3 separate regions of the Anser cygnoides genome follow, and all the other regions are linked to region 1. Evidence: chromatin contacts called from public Hi-C data. All regions are on one chromosome and are shown on one strand. Each heading gives the region's core, a stretch centred on a gene start, on an enhancer-like site or on the middle of the called end of the contact. The rest is flanking DNA. Distances are from core to core; before and after follow the strand shown.

Region 1 (2,561 bases), core at 26-2,525:
CATTAGATTATTTATATTTTTATTAGATTTTTATATTCTATCTAATCTACAGTTTATAGTTCATGCATGTTATATTGTTCAGGTACAGCACTGCCCCTGTTTGCTCGTGTTGCTGACACCTCCGTAGAAGCACATGAGCAGAATCACAGACTGGAAAGGCCAGAGGGAAAATCCTATAATTTTATTCAGTTGCATCTGCATCGTGCCTTGTGGCTCGTGTCTGCCTGCACAGCTTTCAAACCAGTGCTGCTCTGAATCTGATGAATCCATAATTTCTTTTTCTAGGTTTTTACTAGGATTGATCACTTGTATTTTTTTCTATACTTAAATTTCCCTGATTCTCACTTCCACTTATTTTTTCCCCTTCTTTGTCCCCTGGACTCCAGCAGGTCCTGGGTCTTGTAGCTGAATCTCATGGGAGGTGGCACCTTCCCTTTGCGTCAAACACAGGGGGATTTTGGGGGACACAGTAGGGTGTAGGAGATGGAAGCAGTGTCTGGGATTTGCCAGGAAGGAGGGAGAGCAGCCAGAAAAACATCAAGTGTGACAAAGTGGAGGTTGAAAGAGTGATAAGGGAGATTTCCTCAGCTGGATGTTTCCTTGTTTGCAACAATTTATATAAACTGATCTAAAATGCTTTATCCAAGCCCAGGTTTTGATGTTTGCTTTGGGGGCATTGTCAGCACAGTGCTCCTCCAGGAGAGGGAACTGGAATAATAAGGCTTTGGGTGATCTGCTTCGTCCTCCCATCAGACTGCAGAAAACCCTTTTAGCTTTTCTGCACGCTGCCTTTCCTCTGCAAAGTGAGAACAGCACCTTTGAAAAGAAAAACCCCCAGCAGGTGCTGAGGAGCTTGGGTAGCTGGGCGAGTACTTCTGCTAAGAGAGATCACCATGGGGCTGCACGGAGGCATTCTGAGGGTTAGCAGCATGAATCCCCGAACCTCTGAGATTCACTTGGTGCTTCTAAAAGGGGATAAAAGCAGAGTTAGTAAGCCATCCCCAAATCCCTCCTGATCTGTGACCATCAAGTAGCTGCCGCTGCATGGTGCTTTCCTCGGTTCTCGATTTACCCAAGCATCTGTGCAAGCCAGGAGCATCCGTCCCCATTCCCCGTGTGTCTGGTGCTGCTGAGGAGGGCCTCACACCTTCCCTGCTCCCCTCCGTGCTTTGCAGGGTGGACAAAATGCGGCGTCAGTAACGCACCCGATCCCACAAATCCCGAGGTGGTGTCGTAAAGAACGGTGTCGAGCCAGGGAGGCTTCATTATTTTGTAGCAGGGCTCTAGGCGATTGCTGTCCCGTGTTTTAGAGCAAGGAAAGGGGTGCACGAACTTGTGCAGACTGAGCAAAGAGCAGCAGCGGCTGCTGCTGGCTGCAGTGACCTCTGCTGGGAAGCACACAGCTGCTCGGCTTCACTGGCCCGACCTGCAGCTGGGTCTTACCCGTAGGCTTCTGCCCGAGCTAGCTCCCTTGATTATCGCTATTTTCTAATTTTGAATTCCATTTTCCCTTAAATAGCATATCGTTCGGGATTCCCTCTGAGTATGGAAATGTTGTGCGAGCCAAGCGACGTGCGCTTTGGCAGGAATATTAAGCACTGCGTAACGCCGAGGTGAAGGCCCTGCTGATCATGGGGAGGCTGAGGCAAAGCAGAAATAAATGCCTCTGACCGTCACAGAGAGCCCCTCCAGTGCCAATGGTCGATGGGGTGGCTGTTGTGCATGGCTGTGATGCCCCAGGATATCTTCTTCCAAATATCCTCATCCCTACAGGGTGACTCCTTTTATTCTTTGGGGGTGATTCAGCTTCTGCTGCCTTCTTTCCCTTTCTTCTTGGGTCTTCTATCCCCTGTCTCTCTCCTTCATTCTGCTTTCGTTTCTCTCCCTGAGTCTTTCACCGAGGAATCGCTTTAAAGCTGAGCAAGTGCATCCGCCTTCAGACAGTGCAGCAGCACGGGGCCCATTTGCTTTGCAAATGAGGAAAGGGAGAAGGTCTTGTGGCAGCCCTCAGCCTGCAGCGCTGTGTGTCTGATGGGCTCCTCTCTGCCCTCTGCCACCCCAACTGCTCGTCTTTGTGGGTGCTCCCCCCCCGTCACCCATGGGCGTGCAACCTCTAGGTGTTGCTGGCGGCTGCCTCACAGGGCTTGGGTTGAGTTTGGAGAACCTCCGAGGTTCCCAAAATAAAAAGGAGGCTCTCGAAATAGAAAATAAAAATAGAAATGCAAAGCGTTTGATTTGCCACACGTATATAGAAAGGCATTAATATATGTGTGCGGTAAAAATGTGCTGCAGACTATGTTGGAGGCTTTAAACAGCTATCACTACTGATATTAAAACTACCTTCTCTGTCATGATGGTATCAGGTACACAGACGATCACACGCCTGTGTGTGTGCATAAAGGAAAATGAATAAACATACATAAGAGTTTCCATTAAAAGTGAATATTTGCTGGAAATGCCTTTTGGGAACTAAGAGTGCCTTCAGCTCACTGAAACAAAGCAAAACTGTCCTTGCCCTACTTGCAACCCTTAAGGGACTGTACAAAGCCAAGCGGGTGGTC
Region 2 (2,561 bases), core at 34-2,533, 190 kb before region 1:
AAATTCTAGGAAAAAAACACACAGGTTGGCCCACTTCTACCTTCTTGTTGGCCCACTTCTACCTTCTCTGATGACTTCCACGGTTAGGATCACAGGATATTGCCGGCAAATTGTGCTGCTTGTTCCATTTGCCTCATGTAGGGCTCAAATTCAGACCTCAAAAAGTCATACCAGTTACAAAAGGTATAACTTTACGCCCATTGCTTATTCCTTTACTGAGTGGTTTCCTTCGAAGGGAATATCCAACCTTTTGACATCAGTTTCTACATTATCCTTCCTGAAAGTTAAGATCTAAAACCAAGTGAGGCCTGGGAATGAGCTTACAGAGCAGCCAGGCTACCAGGGCGTTACGTTAACCTCTTCAAGTCACAATAGATGGATTAGCTTTTCTAAACCTCTTTTCAAAGGGAATTATCTGATCCAAGCTACACATCCCAACTGACAGCAACCAGATTTAACAGAAGCTCAGCAACTGTGTCCCAAGGCAAGATTAAGCTAAAACACCAGACAGGATCCCTTCTGCAGAACGTGCAAAAGGGGCACTGGCGAGTGTTTTATGCACAATTTATCCAGCAGAGTGCTAAGATACGTGCTCAAAACACACATTGCTGAAGTTTGGGAAGTCACTTTTATTCACCGATTTGTCACCAGGTTGCAGCGAAGTTCGCTTGTATTTCAGCAACACGATTCGAGCACCAAAATCAATTGATTAGAAGTTGAGAGGAGAGGAAAAGGGAAGAAAAAACATGTCATTTCTGTCCTTATTTCAGCAGTATGGATGACCCACTCACTCAGAAGTGAATAAAATACGGAGAAATAACCGGCTCCTGCCACGTAGAAGAGAACAAAAAAAGAAAAAAGGGAAAAGAAGGACAGTTTTGTGCAAGCAGAAGAGGGTTAGCAGCACCCGTGTGTTGCTGCCAGCCTCCCCTGAGGGGCAGAGGAGGGTGAACTAAAATCGCAAAGTTCAGAGGAAATAGGGGAATATGGAACTGAGCACGGAGAGCACCGAGCGGGACCGAAGGGGGGGCTCGAAGGCAGAGCAGAACCGGAGGGCTTAAAAACCCCACATTTCCGTGGGCAATTCCGCGGCTCCCGGGGAAATACTTAAGGAAAGGGATGAAAGGGCGTCTGGACGCCGTCCCCAGCGGGTGACCCCGCAGAAAAGCCCCACGTACGAGCTGTGCCCGGCGGCAGGAAGGGAGCCGGGGCCGCGGCCGGGTGGCGCTGACGAGATGGCGGCGGCTGAGGCGAGGCGGGGCCGGGCCGGGTGCGCCGCCGATGCCGGCCCGGGCGGCTCCGGGAGCGGAGGGGAGGTTCCGGGCGGAAAGGGAGCTTTTTGGGGAGAAAAGGGGACGAAACGGGTCGGGCCGTGCCGTGCCGGCCTGAGGGGAGGATGAAGAAGGAGCAGGTAGCGCACTGCCGCTTCTCCGTGTGGTACCCGCTGTTCAGGACCGTCACCATCCGTAGGTGCGTGGGGTTGGGGGAGCCCCTGTGGGGCGGCGTGTGAGGGGGGGTGTGGGGCGGTGTGTAGGGCGATACGTGGGGTGGTGTGAGGGGTGGTGTGGGTTTGGAGGCAGGGGGAGTTTATGCGAGGCTGGTCCTGGCCCTGTGGGTTAGGCTGCGAGCTCGGTTAGACCCGGGGAGGGGTGTTTGGGGCCGGGCTGGGTGAGAAATAAGGGCCTGCGTGGGGCAGTGCTGGGTGGGAGGAAACAAAGAGGTGTCCATCGAGGCTCCAGGGGCTGCCCCAGGACCTGGAGCCTTCTACATCCACCCCAGGGAGCTGCTTTGGGAGGCCCGAGGTGCAGGCCTGGCGCTGGTGTTCTCCGTGTTGTGCTCTGGTGGGACCCCAGGCTGTCCGCATCCCACCTTGTGCCCGCTTGGTTGCTCAGAGAACCGGGCTGAGCGCCCCCAAAACAAGTGGCTAACTTCACGTTCCTGTATATTTTTTGGAAAAAGTAGCAGCTTCTGTGGTTGCTGAGGTGCCGCTGCGGGTCACCCGGTGGTTATGAGACCCACCAGCAGCTCAGGGAAGTCAAACTCAAGAAAGGTGCCCCGGTGGATCAAAAAGCTGTAATTATCAGGCATTTGGTAATCAAAGCATTTCATCTTTATGCATTTTAGTGTTTAGCCAGTGTAGGGTTTTTGGTCAATTTAGCAACAGTCATACATTTTTGGAACATTCAAGTGATAAAGGCAAATTTTGGTTTGGATTTTAGTAGGGAAACATTTGTTTTGAACAACACATTGCCCCTCTCCTCACTGGCCACATGCAGTCTTTGAATTTCTTACAGGTTTGAAGAAGTGGAGTATTTCTGTGCATTTTGTCTGAGATTTTTGTCTCTTTCTTTCTTCTCTACTTCCCTGGAAGGAAAAAGAGAGTTGCATTTTGGGAAGGGTGGGAGGGGAGGAAGAGAAACATGTCTTTTCATAGCATTACAGAATAAAACATACCGATATTGAGGTACATTCCATTTAAAAGCTATTATTCTTACGCAACAATTTATTATTTTAGCAAGTAATATTGATAATAAATTACTGAACTAATTTTCTTGTTTTTT
Region 3 (2,561 bases), core at 32-2,531, 130 kb before region 1:
CAGGAGCTGGCACACGCTCAGCCGTGTGCCTGTGCCCAGCAGAGGGTAGCATTGCCCAAACACCCCGGCCTGCCTCGGTGTTTTCCCCAAATTTACACCTCCCCACCCGGCTGAGCTCCCCCAGGCTCCAAACCCGCGTGGAAGTGGGAGCCCCAGGGGAAAGCTCCCGTGCTCATAAATGATGAGCGGTCCGGAAAATCCCTTTCCAAAGTGGGATTTTAAGGACTCTGTGAAAGGACACGGCACATTTTAAGCAGTTAGGCGCGCATTCACATCTGTTTACGAGTCGATGCAATATTTAGTCGTGTCACGCCTCATTTTCAGCCGCCTCATTTGATGACCAAGGGTTTGAGCCGCCCCCAAAAACACCCGTGGGTCCGCACCTGCCTTTTTACTTCCCAACTTGGAGGAGAAATCCACTTTTTTTTTTTTTTTTTTTTTTTTTTGCGCTTTACCTATTTGCAAGACATTAACGGGAAACCTACCCACGGGTTTAGCGCGTATTTCTGCCGTGTCACCGGGGGCGCATCCTGCCCCTCGCTCCCGCTGCGGGGTGGGCAAGGGGCTGGGGGCCACTTTTGGCCCCCACGGGGCGGCTGCGCTCACGGTGGGCACCGCAAACCCCGCGCAAAACCCGCGCATCCCCCGCGCAATCCCCGCGCAATCCCCGCGCATCCCCCGCGCAGCTCCGGACCACCCCGCCCGGCCGCCTGCGGTGTGGCTTTTAATTTTTATTTTTTTTTTCCCCCGCTTTCCCTTTTTTTTTTTTTTTTTTTTTATCTCTTTGCTTTCCCTCCCCTCCCGTTTGACGTGCGCGGTTTTGGTGCAATGCGAATTATCTCCAGTCATTCAGTCAGGAGGGGCAGCGCCAGGCAGCAGAGCAGCGGCGGGGCTGCCTCCTCCTCCTCCTCCTCCTCCTCTTCTTCCTCCCCCTCTTCTTCTTCTTCCTCCTCCTCCTCCTCCTCCCATTGCCATAACAACCGCGCACAGCCGCACCGCGCCCGGGAGGCTCGGAGCATCCAACGGGGCCCCCGCACGCCCTGCTTGGGGACAGCGGGGGGGTAGGGGGGGGGGGGGGGGAATCAGTGACCTCCCTCAAAAAAAGAAAAAAAAAAGAAAAAAAAAAAAAAAAGGGACTTTTCCTCCCGGAGTGGGGGGACCAAAGTGTCCCTGAGGGTGCTGAAGGAGGCGGGGGGGGACACGGGGCAGCCCCGGGGGTGGCACGGGGAGGGGCGAGGGGGGAGGGGGGGAGGACGAGGGGAAAGGGGGGGGGGGGGGGCAGAGAAAGTTGGGAGGAAATAGCCCAGGAAAAGTGGCACTCGTGGAGCCCGCCGGAGCGCGGAGGAAATAAAAGCGGCGGCGGGCAGGAAGTGTGAGGAGGAGGAGGAGGAGGAAGGGGAGAAGGAGGAGGAGAAGAAGGAGGAGGAGGAGGAGGAGGAGGAGGAGGAAGAGCCGGCAGAGGCAGCAGCAGCAGCCGCTGCTTTCTCAGAAGAGAAAGCAAAAGCCGCAGGCGGCTCGGTGCCGCCCGGCATCCGCGGGGCTGCGCGGGGCTGCGCGGAGCGGCCATGGCCCGGGAGAACGGGGACGGCGGCGGCTCCTGGAAGAAGCAGGCGGAGGACATCAAGAAGATCTTCGAGTTCAAGGAGACGCTGGGGACGTAGGTGGCGGGGAGCGGAGCGGGCCGGGAGGCGCCGTCCCTGCGCTGCGCGGGATTTGCGCGGGGGGGATTTGCGCGGGGGCTGCCGCCGGGGTCGCTCCGAGCATCCCGCCCGGCACCGAGCCGGGGAGGTTTGGGAATCCCGGGACAAACGGCACCGGGGGGGGGGGTTGGTAGGAGGTGAGGGATGAGGGTGGCTGCGGGGCAGGCGGCTGGGCTACCCCCCCCCAAAAAAAAAATTAAATAATAAAAAAAAAAGAACAACAAAAAGAGAAAAGAAAGAAAAAAAAAAGAAAAAGAGAAGAATAAGAGAAAAGAAAAAGAGAAAAGAAAAAGAAAAAAGAAAAAAGAAAGAAAAAAATAAGAAAAAAGAAAAATAAGAAAAAAAGAAAAGGGAAAAAGATAAAAAGAAAAAGGAAAAAGAAAAAAGAAAGGAAAAAAAGAAAAAATAAAGAAAAAAATAAAGAAAAAAAAGACCCCCCCCCACCCCCCGGTTTAAAATGTTAATAGGATAGGGAGATGGGGAAAGGCTTTTTCTTGACGGTGCCACTGTAAATAAATGCGGTCTGACTTGCATGCTGTCCCCTAAAGCTGATGGCTGCATCCATTCGTGGACGGACAAGCAGAAATAATCGGAGTGGATTGGATGTGCTTTAGCTACGATGCTTAACTGTTGTTGGGCTTTATTTCTGTTATTTATAGTGGCGGGGCATAAAGATTAGTAAAACGTTGGAGTTTTTTTTTTTTTTCTTTTTTTTTTTTCGGAAGGCTCAGAATAAACATGCGCAGATGGTGGAAGGGAGCAGGGTGCAGGCTGATGCTTTTTTGGCTGAGCGGGGAGTTTTATTTCTGTTGAGAGAAATTTTCGCTCGTCGGATGTTGTAGAGGCAGAGAGCCGCGGTTG

Evidence for each region. A called contact is a pair of places that touch in the nucleus more often than the background predicts.
Region 2: a Hi-C map of liver shows a contact between it and region 1, with 2.0 times the contacts expected there. The contact joins the promoter of CDC123 here to the enhancer-like site in region 1. A contact is called at or near these places in 2 of 7 Hi-C or Micro-C datasets (both in liver).
Region 3: a Hi-C map of liver shows a contact between it and region 1, with 2.6 times the contacts expected there. The contact joins the promoter of CAMK1D here to the enhancer-like site in region 1. A contact is called at or near these places in 5 of 7 Hi-C or Micro-C datasets (fetal liver, granulosa cells and liver).

The regions. Positions count from the first base shown.
Region 1 is chr1:6,988,551-6,991,111 of Taihu_goose_T2T_genome, forward strand. The region is part of intron 2 of CAMK1D (calcium/calmodulin dependent protein kinase ID); the gene reads left to right. Among named protein-coding and RNA genes, the nearest start is that of CAMK1D, 130 kb to the left of the region's middle. Within about 2 kb of position 1,276, at least 2 of the 3 cell types and tissues checked have open chromatin away from gene starts, as enhancers often do. A contact at or near this core is called in fetal liver and liver, where this site is marked.
Region 2 is chr1:6,799,926-6,802,486 of Taihu_goose_T2T_genome, forward strand. It overlaps CDC123 (cell division cycle 123), which reads left to right and starts at 1,284. Exons shown (of 13, transcript XM_048062496.2): 1 at 1,284-1,470. The coding sequence starts at 1,397.
Region 3 is chr1:6,858,994-6,861,554 of Taihu_goose_T2T_genome, forward strand. It overlaps CAMK1D (calcium/calmodulin dependent protein kinase ID), which reads left to right and starts at 1,282. Exons shown (of 11, transcript XM_048062699.2): 1 at 1,282-1,657. The coding sequence starts at 1,566.